Linked DNA regions of Danio rerio: region 2 is linked to region 1. The links are chromatin contacts, called in public Hi-C maps. All regions are on one chromosome and are shown on one strand. Each heading gives the region's core, a stretch centred on a gene start, on an enhancer-like site or on the middle of the called end of the contact. The rest is flanking DNA. Distances are from core to core; before and after follow the strand shown. Region 1 holds the start of si:ch211-180f4.1. Region 2 overlaps si:ch211-180f4.1.

Region 1 (6,029 bases), core at 239-2,738:
TGACAGAATTTCATTTAAGGTGAACTATCCCTTTAAGGAGCTTTAAACAAACATATAGTCTACACTTAATACTTAAACCAGTGTCATTTTTACTATAATATGTCATATTTACTTAGTCATATTACTATAAATAAATGTATTTCCTATGCTAATAATATGCACTCAGCTCCATAAATGTACAGAAAATGAGTATTTGCTGTGTACAATCTAACAACCATTTAAAATGACCCAAATGACAGCAAATAAATCATAAACAACAACATACAAACTATCAAACCTCATTTCTAGTGTTTCTAAATATGTTCATTTCTCGTGAAGCTTTCTATGATGTTTTTAAGTCTCCAAAAAAGGTATAGTTAACTAAAAACTGAAAAGTCTGCCATCATTTACCCATCCTTCACTAGTTACAAACCTGTTTGACTTTCTTTATTTTGATGAACACAAAAGAATATATTTCAAAGAAAAAAGAAAACCGGTAACCATTGACTTCCATAGTAAGTGTTTTTCCAACTACGGAAGTAAATGATTTTAAGCCATTAAAAAAAATCGCATTTTGTATTCCACAGAAAAAAGAAACTTATCAGGTTTGTGACAAGTGAAGGATGAGTAAGTCAAATGACAGCAAATAAATCATGAACAACAATATAATAACCTTATTTGCAGTGTTTCTACATCTCTCCCGAAGCGTCCCATGGTGTCTCTAGATCTCCAAAAACAAGTTAAAAAAATAGCTAACCCAAAACTGAAAATTCTGCCATCATTTACTCATCCTTCACTAGTTACAAACCTGTTTGACTTTCTTTATTCTGATGAACACAAAAAAAATATATTTCAAGAAAACGGGTAACCATTGACTTCTATAGTAAGTGTTTTTCCGACTATAGAAGTCCTTGCATTCACCTCTCTTTTTAAAAATACCATATTTTGCATCTAACATAATAAAGAAGCTGATAAAGCTTTGTAACCACGTAAGGGTGAGTAAATGGTGAGTAATGTTTCATTTTTGTGTGTGAACTATCCCTTTAAGACAAAACTGATGATCACCTCGATGGAAGCTCGAGCAAACCGCCAAAAAAGAAAAGAAACTTCTTGGAGCACAACCTTACAACTCTTAGCACACACTGCACATTCAAAGGCGGTTATAAGCCATCTAATAATTCATTTTTTAACTTCCACAACTGGATCCAGAAAAGCCTCAGAGATGCTCTCAGAAACGCCCTTACCTCCAGCGACTGTCGGATGGATCCGATCCAGGATCTCCCTCTCACCTATTTCTCTACTTATCACGTCGCACACGGTCGCTTCAGCGGTAGATTGCTGCTGCTTATAATATAGCTAATTAAATCCTAAATATGAGGTCCATTGTCATCTTCGTGCTGTCCGTTGGAAAAGCTCGTCTCCGGTGTGAAATTATTCTCGCATCACCAGCATCAGCATCGCTCCCTTATGCATCTTTTACAGTGTATTTGAAGCGCGCTTACACGCTGAGACCACGCCCCCTAGAAGATTCCCCTCATGCCGCTATTCACCAATAGGAACGCGGGGCCAGGTCGCTCAGCCAACGAAAGGCAGGAGGAGGGGCTTGGTTTTATCCCACAGCGATGATGTAATGGTGGAGTCCAGGTCGAGCGCTCCTGCGGCAGCTCCTCATACAGGCTCGTGTTTCTGATGAACAAGACAAAAGCATGAGGTCAGAAATCACCTTTATCCTCTACAGACCAGGCAAAGGCAAATAAACCAGCTTCTCCTTTTCTAAAAAGCGCTTAGCGTGTAACACATTTGATTTTAACGACTTGTGGGAAAATCATAGCAGTGAACACGTTCTTTAGCCAATAACGTTGTATTTAGATCTGTTTTTATATTGTAATGCTTTTCCCCCTTTTATAATACTATATAATAAAAAAATCTTAATAGATTTTATATATTATAATATATTTTATTTAACTGATTCATTTAATGTTTTTTTACGTTATATGTTTATCACTTGTTACTTTATGCCTTGTAAAATATAAAATTGACTTTCAAAATATTATTTAAATGTTTAAAATATATATATAATTTGAAGTCAGAATTATTACCCACCCCCCCCCCCCCCCACCGTTTATTATTATTATTTTTTTCATTTTCTGTTTAATGGAGGGAAAAAAAAACATTTGTAAACATAATAGTTTTAATAACTTATTTCTAATAACTGATTTATTTTATCTTTGCCATGATGACAGTACAGAATATTTTACTAGATATTTTTCAAGACACTTCTATACAGCTTAAAGTGAAATTTAAAGGCTTAACTAGGTTAATTAGGTTACCTAGGCAGGTTAGGGTAATTAGGCAAGTTATTGTATTAAGGATGGTTTGTTTTGTAGAATATTGAAAAAAAATAGCTTAAAGGAGCTAATAATTTTGACCTTAAAATGGTGTTAAAAATTTTTAAAAACAAATAAGACTTCTGCAGAAGATAAAATATTATCAGACATACTGTGAAAATTTCCTTGCTCTGTTAAACATCATTTGGAAAATATTTTTAAAAAGAAGAAAAAAATCAAATGAGGCTAATAATTCTGACTTCAACTATATATAAAGGAAGCGCATCAGCTGCGTAAAACATATGCTGGATAAGTTGGCGATTCATTCTGCTGTGGCGACCCCTGATTAAAAAGAGACTAAGCTGAAAATGAATGAATGAATGTATAAACAAATTACTTGTTACTATTTTCCTTTTTATAATATCATATCATTAAGACTTACATAATAGATTGTTTAATATTTATAATAATCTGTATTTATTTATATATCTTATTTGATTTATTTAATATTTTATGTAATAAATTTATTTTTTAGATATTTTATTAATTGTTACTATTTTCCCTTTTATAATATTATATAATTAATATATTCATTATATTTATAATATTCAGTTTTTATTTAGATATTTTTATTTAGATTTTTACATTTTTTTTTAATAACCAATTTTTTTTATTTTATCTTTATAATAATCTGTTTTATTTTATAAATACATATTTTTCTTGACAGGGCGAAGTGTAATCAAAAAGAAGATTTATTTAACACAACTGAAATAATATAATGAAAAACATCAGTATCAGTATGTTCAATCAGTGTAAAAAGAAAGTAAATGGATGTAGTAAATGTTGTCAGTGTATGAATGCGAAACAAAGCATAATGCCCAAATTGGAGCACAGCTCTGGCCTACTGCCAAGTGAATGGACAGCGGCCCCAACAAACTCTCTGCCGGGGTTTAAATGAGGACGCTGACCAGCATCAGGTGCGCTGAAGGCACGCCCAAATCTAGAATAAATCAAACACACAGAAACACAAAACAACGCAGTCCTAACAATGTATGCTTTTACATTCATTTCATACTTTTTATGGTCAACTTTAACTCCAAATTTGTATTACTTTATTTTTGATCATCTTTGTAAATTATTTTTATTTTATTTTATAAAAAGTCTAGATTATATGTACATTTTCCACCAATATATATATTTTGTTTTTATTTTCTGTGGCTTCTGAAACCAAGCATTTTGATCTTTTCCATATTTTAACAGCCAATAAAAGCCATATATAGGGGACTAAAGTTTTTTATATTTTATCAAAATTTTTCTAACAATATTATATATATATATATATATATATATATATATATATATATATATATATATATATATATATATATATATATATATATATATATATGTATGTATATATTGAATCATTCCAGACTATTTTACTATGATTGTTTGATACATTAGGGAAAATCTTTCTACTCACCCTATTAAAACTGCAATTCTGCTAACAGTGTATGCTGAAATGTGTTTCAAACATCTTAGTTTTGAGAGGCAACTTTTAGTTCTTATTTATATTGTTCTCATAATTAAAACAGAAGTCTCCCTATAGAATACAGCATTTCAGGACGTCTCTTGTCTCTTCATCAGCCAATAACAATTTAATCAATCATGCTCTCATTTTACCACTGAGTCTTTATAAGACTGCAAAATAAAAGATTTGAACCACCAGCTTTTGTTTTAATGAACGTTTCGCAGGAGGTCTCATTTCTGCGGATGAGTTTTGACCATTTTATGACACTGCTGTTCATCAGTGCTTTACGAATGCCATCAAAACAGCTTGAAATGCGCAACAAAACCAAGGGTGACTAATGGCTTCAGATGATCATGTTTCTAGAATCATTACATAAGAAAAAGTAATCTTTCCTCTCTGAGAAATGACTGCTTGTAAAGCATATTAAAGCATGCGATGATGTCATTGTTAAGTCATTAGTGCTGGTTATACTGCATTATGTCATCGCTGAGGTAATTTGTTGGTTCAATTATATGCAATGAAAAAACAACTGCCTGAAAATGTGTTGGCATTAATAAATTGATTATATATTGTTATTATTATTATTATATATAAAAAATACAACAGTATATTTCTTTCTATAGTAGTTTTAGAAAATACTTTGTTTTTTAAAGTAAGCCTTTTCTAATCTATTGATTTGATCGAAAATACAGCAAACACTATAAAACTGTTGTTTTCTTATAATGCAGATTAAAGTATAATTATTTTTATTTTATTTCTGAATATATTTATTAGTTTAAAAGCCTATATTCTGCTTACAAATGCTGCATTGATTTGACCAAAAATGCACTGTAAAATCATGACATGTTATTATAATTTAAATAAACTTCTTTCTTAAAATGTATGTAATGTATAATTTTTTTGCAACTCAGGCTCATTCTGAAAACGTAGCCCCGCGGACGTTTCTGGAGACTGTGAAATACATCCCGGGAGATACGTATTTGTGCAGTTTTTGTTTTCGCGCATTCCACAAGAGGCCGCTGTGTGCGCTATTTCGCGTCTCGAATGCCTCGTGCCCGCGGTGTTCTCACGTAAAAAGCCACCGGAGGCCGCTGTCGAGCAACCGTCTGTCCGACTGACTTAATGTCTAAACCAGTGGTCACCAAACTTGTTCCTAGAGGGCCGGTGTACTGGAGATTTTAGCTCCAACCCTAATTAAATGCGCCTGAACAAGCTAATCAAGGTCTAACTAGGTATACTTGAGACACCCAGGCAGGTATGTTGAGGCAAGTTGGAGCTATATCCTCCAGGACCAAGATTGGTGACCCCTGGTCTAAACTATTGACTGGGCGGCCAATCGGCCGACCCAGCCACCCTCCTCCTCCTCCTTCCCTAAACCCAAGCGTTATAAGCCCTTGGAGGAGAAAAACTTCATTTCTAACTACAGCTGATCAAATCATTATAAAACTGGTAAGTGACTTTCTAAGTCGATCTCTGTTTTGTTTGTTGTAGTGCTGTATTCATACCATAGTAATTGTAGTGTATAGAGTGTGAGATGGGACTCACACATTAGGAATGTTTGTATCTTGTTTTAACCACTCTTTGTATAAGCCCGAATTACTATTTGGTTGGTTATCTGTTTCTAACTAGTCTCCTGTTTTTATTACTGCAGACTAATTTAGTAAAAAGAAAGAAAGACGAAATGCCTGCTTGTGTTTAGCATTTTTCCTTATCGCAAACACAACAGTATTCAGGTAGTGTTTGTTTTGGCTTTTTCAAGGTCAATTAGTCGGATCTCCCAATTGCACCAGAGAAATACTGGGAAATCTCTGTAGAGTGGCATTTCATCCCGTTCAGCCTTATAATCTTAAAATGTCAGCAAAATCAGCTGTTTTGTCTCCACATCAGACATTACGCTAGAGAATCATTCAAATAGTAGCTCTAAAGTGACGTTTGTGAATTAGCAGTGGTTTCTGCTGTTCTGACGTTAGCTGCAGATGTGAATGAATGGCGGAAGTAAGTAGTTCCTTAAGGATTTTAAGACTCTCTGTGTTTATATATACAGTTGAAGTCAGAATTATTAGCCCCCTGAATTATTAGCCCCAGTTTATTTTTTCCCCCAATTACTGTTTAACAGAAAGATTTTTTTCAACACATTTCTAAACATAATAGTTTTAAAAACTAATTTCCAATAACTGATTTATTTTATCTTT
Region 2 (6,391 bases), core at 764-3,263, 50 kb before region 1:
TGCAGTGAATAAAAATTATCTTTTGAAGCTGACGGTCCATAAATTTACTACTATCAAAAGTGTTCACCATAAAGTTAACTTTACACCAGCTCATCATGGCTTTAGCCTATAGAATTATAGTGTTTTTCGCACACTATACAGAATGCAAATATGCGATTTCGGACACAGTTCAGGTGTGGCCGTGCGTCAACTGCTCCCTGCCTGGACAAAACCACCTCGTCTGCATTTATATTAAGTAAAAGCCCATGCATGCAGTGACTGAGTGGCGATAATGAATAATTAATGATATGGCGGCCCGTTGCTCCCAAAAACATTAGAAGTTGATTAAACGTATCGTGATAGTGTGGGTTAAGCCTACCAATTCCTTACTATCCAATTTGTCATGGCAGTTTTCATTTTAAGTCATTGTTCTTTTTTTGTTTTCTATTTCGCGCTCCAAGTCTCTTTACTCTTCTCTCCATTTTGAACATGTGACTGTAACCGAGCAACGGATCAATCAAATGGTCAACGAAGAGGGAGGGGTGGTATAATTTTTTTATTCAATAAAATACAATTGTATATTTATATAAAATGCAGGATAAACATTTTTAACCAAAAATTTGAATTTATTTTGTTTAATATGTATAATAATATGTATAATTTCAAAAATAGTTTTGGCACAATGGCGCCCCCCCATGTGTGGCGCCCCTATGCGCCGCATATACTGCATACCCCCTTTTTGCGCCACTGGTGACGAGTGTTCCCAAAACCTAGTTTCTGTCGCAGATCCATCATTTGAACCACGTTAGTCATAACATAAAATGCCCAAAATAATGCTCTAAACAGGGTGGAGTAACAACTTCTTTAGAGAAAAACCCCATAATTTCTTTGTGCAGATGATATTGTTTTACACATACACACATTTAAAATAAATAAATTGAACGTAAATAAATAAAAAATAAACAATGGTTTTGGGAAACGCACCCCTGTGGTCGGTCATCTAACCAGAGACTGTTATGCATCCCAAAGTCGAGGGGTAACCGTGCTTTCGCAGTAGCTTGTGGAATGCTCTGCCCCTCTGCATTAGGTCTATATCATCTCTGTCTGTTTTTAAAAGTAGGTTGAAAACTTACCTTTTTGATTTGGCATTTTATCAGTCAGAATTGTTTGTTTTATCTATAATAATTATCAGTGAGAATTGATTGTTTTAGCTATAATTTTAAAAAAAAAATTCTCAGTTGTGATTTGTATTGTTCAGCACATTGGTTGTGTCTAATAGTACTATATAAATGAAATTGACATCTTATTTTCATGTAATTAATTAAAACATTACAGTTCTTTCTTTGAGTTAATAAGCACTATTTCAAGTACTTTTGTCAATTTATCTTATCACAGACATCATTGTACACACACACACACACACACACACATGTTTTTGTGAAAAGTGGGTACATTACATAGGTTTCCATTCATTTGATACTGTTCAAACCGTAAATTGTAATTGCTCTCACCCCACCCTACCCCTAAACCCAACCATCACAGGAGACAGTGTCCAGCTTCCCTCACTGATTAAACTCATCCTGTGGGATTTATAAGCTTTTTGAGAAATGAAATGAGGTCCTCATACTTCACCTCCTTTTTGTAATACCTGTGTCATACCCATGTCACTATACAGATTTGTGTCCTGATATGTCACAAAAACATGCACGCACGCACACACACGCACACGCGCGCGCGCGCACACACACACACACACACACACACACACACTCACACACAAATAAAAAAAGCAACAAGGAGAGGCTCAACAACAGCTGTGGTGTTATTGTGTTTATTTCTCTCAAATGTTTCTTCAGACAGTCATTGCTCCTCAACTACCGCGCATGGACGTCACAACACGTCTTAACAGTGTAAAACCGTCGACTTAATTGATATATAACAATAATATTCCTCTATTACAAAATACCCTGCTATTGACTGAGATACAGCAAATCGTGTGAGACGTCATTAGTGTCCTCCGCCGCTAGAGGGCGGAGGTGGAGTGATACATTTAATGCTTAATCTGAGGTGACATCTTCTCGGCTCTTCTGCCAGTAATAACACCCAATGTGATTTACAGTCGGTGATGAAAGTACTCCTTAAAAAAATGTGACGTGAGTACGAACGACATTTCACACAAGAACCGACTGCTAGCGTCAGCTCTAGACATTGTCTGCATGTGCATGTGTTGAGTGCATTTTCTAGATTCAGGAATAATAATCTACACTACAGTAAAGTTCAGCATATAATACAAAAAACAATCGTAATAAACAGCTCAGAAATTGAGCAAAGGGGTAAGGAATATCAAGAGATGCTCAAATATATTTTACTTCGCTATCCTTCAGAGCTAAACATACCATGACATCTCATTGACCGATGACGGTGATGAAAGAACTATTGAATATGTGTCATATCTTTGGTCAAACAATATATAACAAAAGTGCACTCAGTAATTTTAATCAATTACGTTGCTCTTGCAGTGGATTTATTACAATTATCAATGCAAATGCACCCAGCAGGCACACAATATCATATATGTTGAGGCATTAGCCGGTATAAGATTCTAACGCTATGATAAACTTGGATAAAAATATCACGGTTTCACGGTATTGTGATTACTTTGCTTTAAAATGTATTCTTTTTAAATGTCTGGGTAAATATGGAGCTAATAATATGCCAAAACAATCTGAAATTGAATTATGTTAATTTGAATAATTCATTAATTTTCTTTTTGGCTTAGTCCCTTTATTAATCCGGGGTCGCCACAGCGGAATGAACCACCAACTCATCCAGCATATGTTCTACGCAGCAGATGCCCTTCTAGTTGCAACCCATCTCTGGGAAACATCCACACACTCATTCACACTCATAAACTACGGGCAACTTAGCCTATTTAATTCCATGTAACGCATGTCTTGGGGCTGTGGGGGAAACCGGAGCACCTGGAGGAAACCCATGCGAACGCAGGGAGAACATGCAAACTCCATACAGAAACGCCAACTGATCCAGCAGAGGTTCGAACCAGGGACCTTCTTGCTGTGAGGTGACAGGACTACTTATTGCACCACTTTGTTACCCCTAATTTGAATAATTGACGCTTGTAGTTTAATAAGTCTGATTTCGGACGTATTTTATTTTTAGAAACATTTAAAATATTTTGGAGCAGTAAACATAATAATTAAAATAAATCACAGACTTCTGCTGTCTTCATTCGTTTCAAAAACACAGATTTCTTTACAATTTAAAATGGCATCTTTGGATATCTTTTCCACTGGAGATACTGTTGTATATAAAAAAAATGTTGCAATGGTATAACAGAAGATTTTGGCGGTTTTAAAACCTTTACTTTCCCAAACCGCGGTATACCTTGAAAACGGTTATCGTCCCATGCCTACATATGACGTTGATCTTTAATTCTGTTTTGGTTGCGACATCAGGTGATCAAAATTTAATGTCAATTTGCTGTCTAATACCGACGTCAGCTGGCATTGATTTTTAGTTGGTTTTAGGCTGTGGCATTAACTAACTAAAATCCACCATTATTTTCACGTTATGATATGACGTCCCTAAAATCTCAAAGTCTAACATCAGTAGAAGTTTATCTTTGGTTGGTTTTATGTTGTGTAATTACCTAACTAAAATTCGACATCATTTTAATGTGACGTCTATACAATGTCAAAGTCAACCCAGGCTCATTCTGATAATGTACAGCAGTATACTTTTCTGGATATTGCGAAATACACCCCAGGAGCAAAGTTTTTTGCTGTTTTTGTTTTTTGCAAATCCACCGAAGGCGGCTGTGTAAGCTTAGGACGATTATAGACATGCTGTTTTGGAACCCCCAGAGATACTATTCTTGGCCCCCGCACCCCGCCCCCACGTTTTAAAGACAAGATGCAGCCATATGTACCTCTGGATACATATTTCGTGATCTCCAGAAATGTATATAGGGCTACGTTTTCAAAATAAGACTATGTTGGTTAAAGTCCAGGGGTGCCGCTAGGGGGGGAAAGTTAGGACGATTTCAAGGGCTCATGCCATTTTGGCCCCCCACACAACCCTGGCACCCCTCCCAACCCCACTCTTCATCCGCGACACCACAATCACTCCATCATCTGCGACACCACACCCCCCCACCGACATCACCCCCCCCCCCCCCCCTCCCAAATCCCCTTGCTTTACAATTTTGTCCACAACACCCAAGAAATGCTTTCATTTTTTTTGCGGGCAGCGGTGCCCCTGTTAAAATGTAATATCAGTAGATGTTGATATTTGATTAATATTAGGTTTTGATATTATTCTAATTCCAACATCTTGACTTTGGGTTCTGACGTCAAGCCGATTTTCATATACAACCAAAATTCAAAGCTAGTCTGAGGTTGGAATCCAGCGTCATTTTTATGTCTGTGTGACGTCCGGTGCCTGCTGGGCAGCATCACGCCAGTGTTTACTTGCAAAAAAATTACTTGACATAAATGAATTATGTGCATGAGAGACTACAATTTGCATGAAATGATCTGCATAGGTCTCAATCTCAATTCTTGAAGGGCCGCAGCTCTGCACAGTTTTACTCGAACCCTAATCAAACACAGCTGATTCAACTAATCAAGATGTGTTCAAGACTATTGGTGTCTGGTAGTCTTGAACACCTTGATTAGTTGGATCAGCTGTGTTTGAGAAAGGTTGGAGTAAAACTATGCAGAGCTGCGGCCCTCGAGGAATTGAGATTGAGACCCATGATCTGCAATAAGTGATATGCATCTATAATAAAGCAGTTTTGTTAAGCTTTTAATCTAATTTTAATGGTTAGAGCAGCAAAGTCTTAATGAAAATTACAGAGTGCACTTCAAAGAACACTTTTTTTCTTTTTAATCAAAAATAATTTGGTTAAATTTGATCAATATCTAGATCTTTGTATGACATATGAGTATGTGTCTTGCATAACATTTGTATTGATAAATATAATGCACATATTAAACATCAAAACCTTTACAAAACTGAATTTTCAGGGTGTTATGTGTATTTCAAAGATTAATTAACCTACGTCAGGAGAAAAACAACATTAATTCAATTATTTTTTTCTCATTCTCCACACACACACTATACACCGCTATACAGACAGACTGAATTGTGTGAATATTGAGTTTGGCAACATGTCTAACTGAGAACTGAAGCAATCTTTCGGTAATCAAAACGCCAAGCACATGATGAGGTGCAAAGCATAAAATGGCCCCCATCATTGTTAGCAATAGCGAGTGTCTGCTAGTAAATGTCAGGCGTGATCATTATAGGCTGATGATTATTTTTTCCCATTAAATCTGAAATACATTTCCAGTCAGTGCTAATAAACAGAGCCATTTTCGCACACTCTTCAGTAGTTATTTAACACTGCAGGAATAAATAAGCACAGCTGCGCAGTTGTGTTCCCGATATTAATTACATATGACAGCTAATTAGTTTGCAGAAACAGCATCTTCATAGCACCTGGCATGTTTGGTTTAGGTTTTATTACCATTACAATGCAGGTGATAAAATGTGACGAGCTGAAGACGAACGAGAGCGCGCTTATGTCACCTTCTCACACCTGTGTATTTTTAGAAGTGAGAAAAACTAGGAAAAACCTCACCCTGTTAGCACCAAAACATCATGCAAAAGTACATGCAAAAACTGATATCGTGTGACTGCGCTTGATATGTGAGGCGATATAAATAGTGCGATGTGTGGATTAGCTTGCTTAGTGCTGATATAGAATGAATAAATTATAGGAGTTTTTAACACATCTGCATGCTTAACGTTGAATTAAACCGTCTCAGAAATTACAATGCAATGCGAAAGCATAGGATGTGTTTTGTTCCCCACGTTTGTTGGTCATCTAACAATCACAACTGCAACCAAGTGTGCTTGGCATTGAAGGGTACAATCTAAAAATACATGTATCTTTCACAATGACAAATCAATAATACATACTTGTCATGTATGTACAACACAGTATAAATACTGTTGAAATGTCTCTTCTGTCTACTTTGTGTTGTGCAGCTACCACATATATGTTTTTGAAGTGTCTATCTGTGAGTTTTGAGGATCAACGGCACCTTCTTTCTCTTTTTCCGTCTCATTCTCCCAGAGGTTAATAAGGGGCGGGTAGAGTTCATTCAGAGGAATGGAAGTGGTGTGCTGCATGTATTTTTTAAGTGAGTGATGGCAAGATTTCTGCTTCATGCGTCGTCCCATGTAGAACACCAACAGAGCCATGATGCAGATGGCGAACATTGAGCCCATGACTGCGGCCAGGGCTACGTTGGTCGGCTGTGCCACCATCTCTACAGCGAAGCTGGCTTCTTTAGTAGTCACGTTGATGCAGGAGTGCTGGGTT

Evidence for each region. A called contact is a pair of places that touch in the nucleus more often than the background predicts.
Region 2: a contact with region 1 is called in a Hi-C map of embryo, with 2.7 times the contacts expected there. The contact joins the enhancer-like site here to the promoter of si:ch211-180f4.1 in region 1. A contact is called at or near these places in 3 of 18 Hi-C or Micro-C datasets (embryo, hematopoietic stem cells and skeletal muscle).

The regions. Positions count from the first base shown.
Region 1 is chr8:10,353,186-10,359,214 of GRCz12tu, reverse strand. si:ch211-180f4.1 reads right to left here and starts at 1,488. Exons shown (of 2, transcript NM_001386705.1): 1 at 1,224-1,488.
Region 2 is chr8:10,403,758-10,410,148 of GRCz12tu, reverse strand. It overlaps si:ch211-180f4.1, which reads right to left. Exons shown (of 2, transcript NM_001386705.1): 2 at 1,797-6,391. The coding sequence ends at 6,055. Among named protein-coding and RNA genes, the nearest start is that of otud5a, 9.9 kb to the left of the region's middle. Within about 2 kb of position 2,013, at least 6 of the 62 cell types and tissues checked have an H3K27ac peak or open chromatin away from gene starts, as enhancers often do.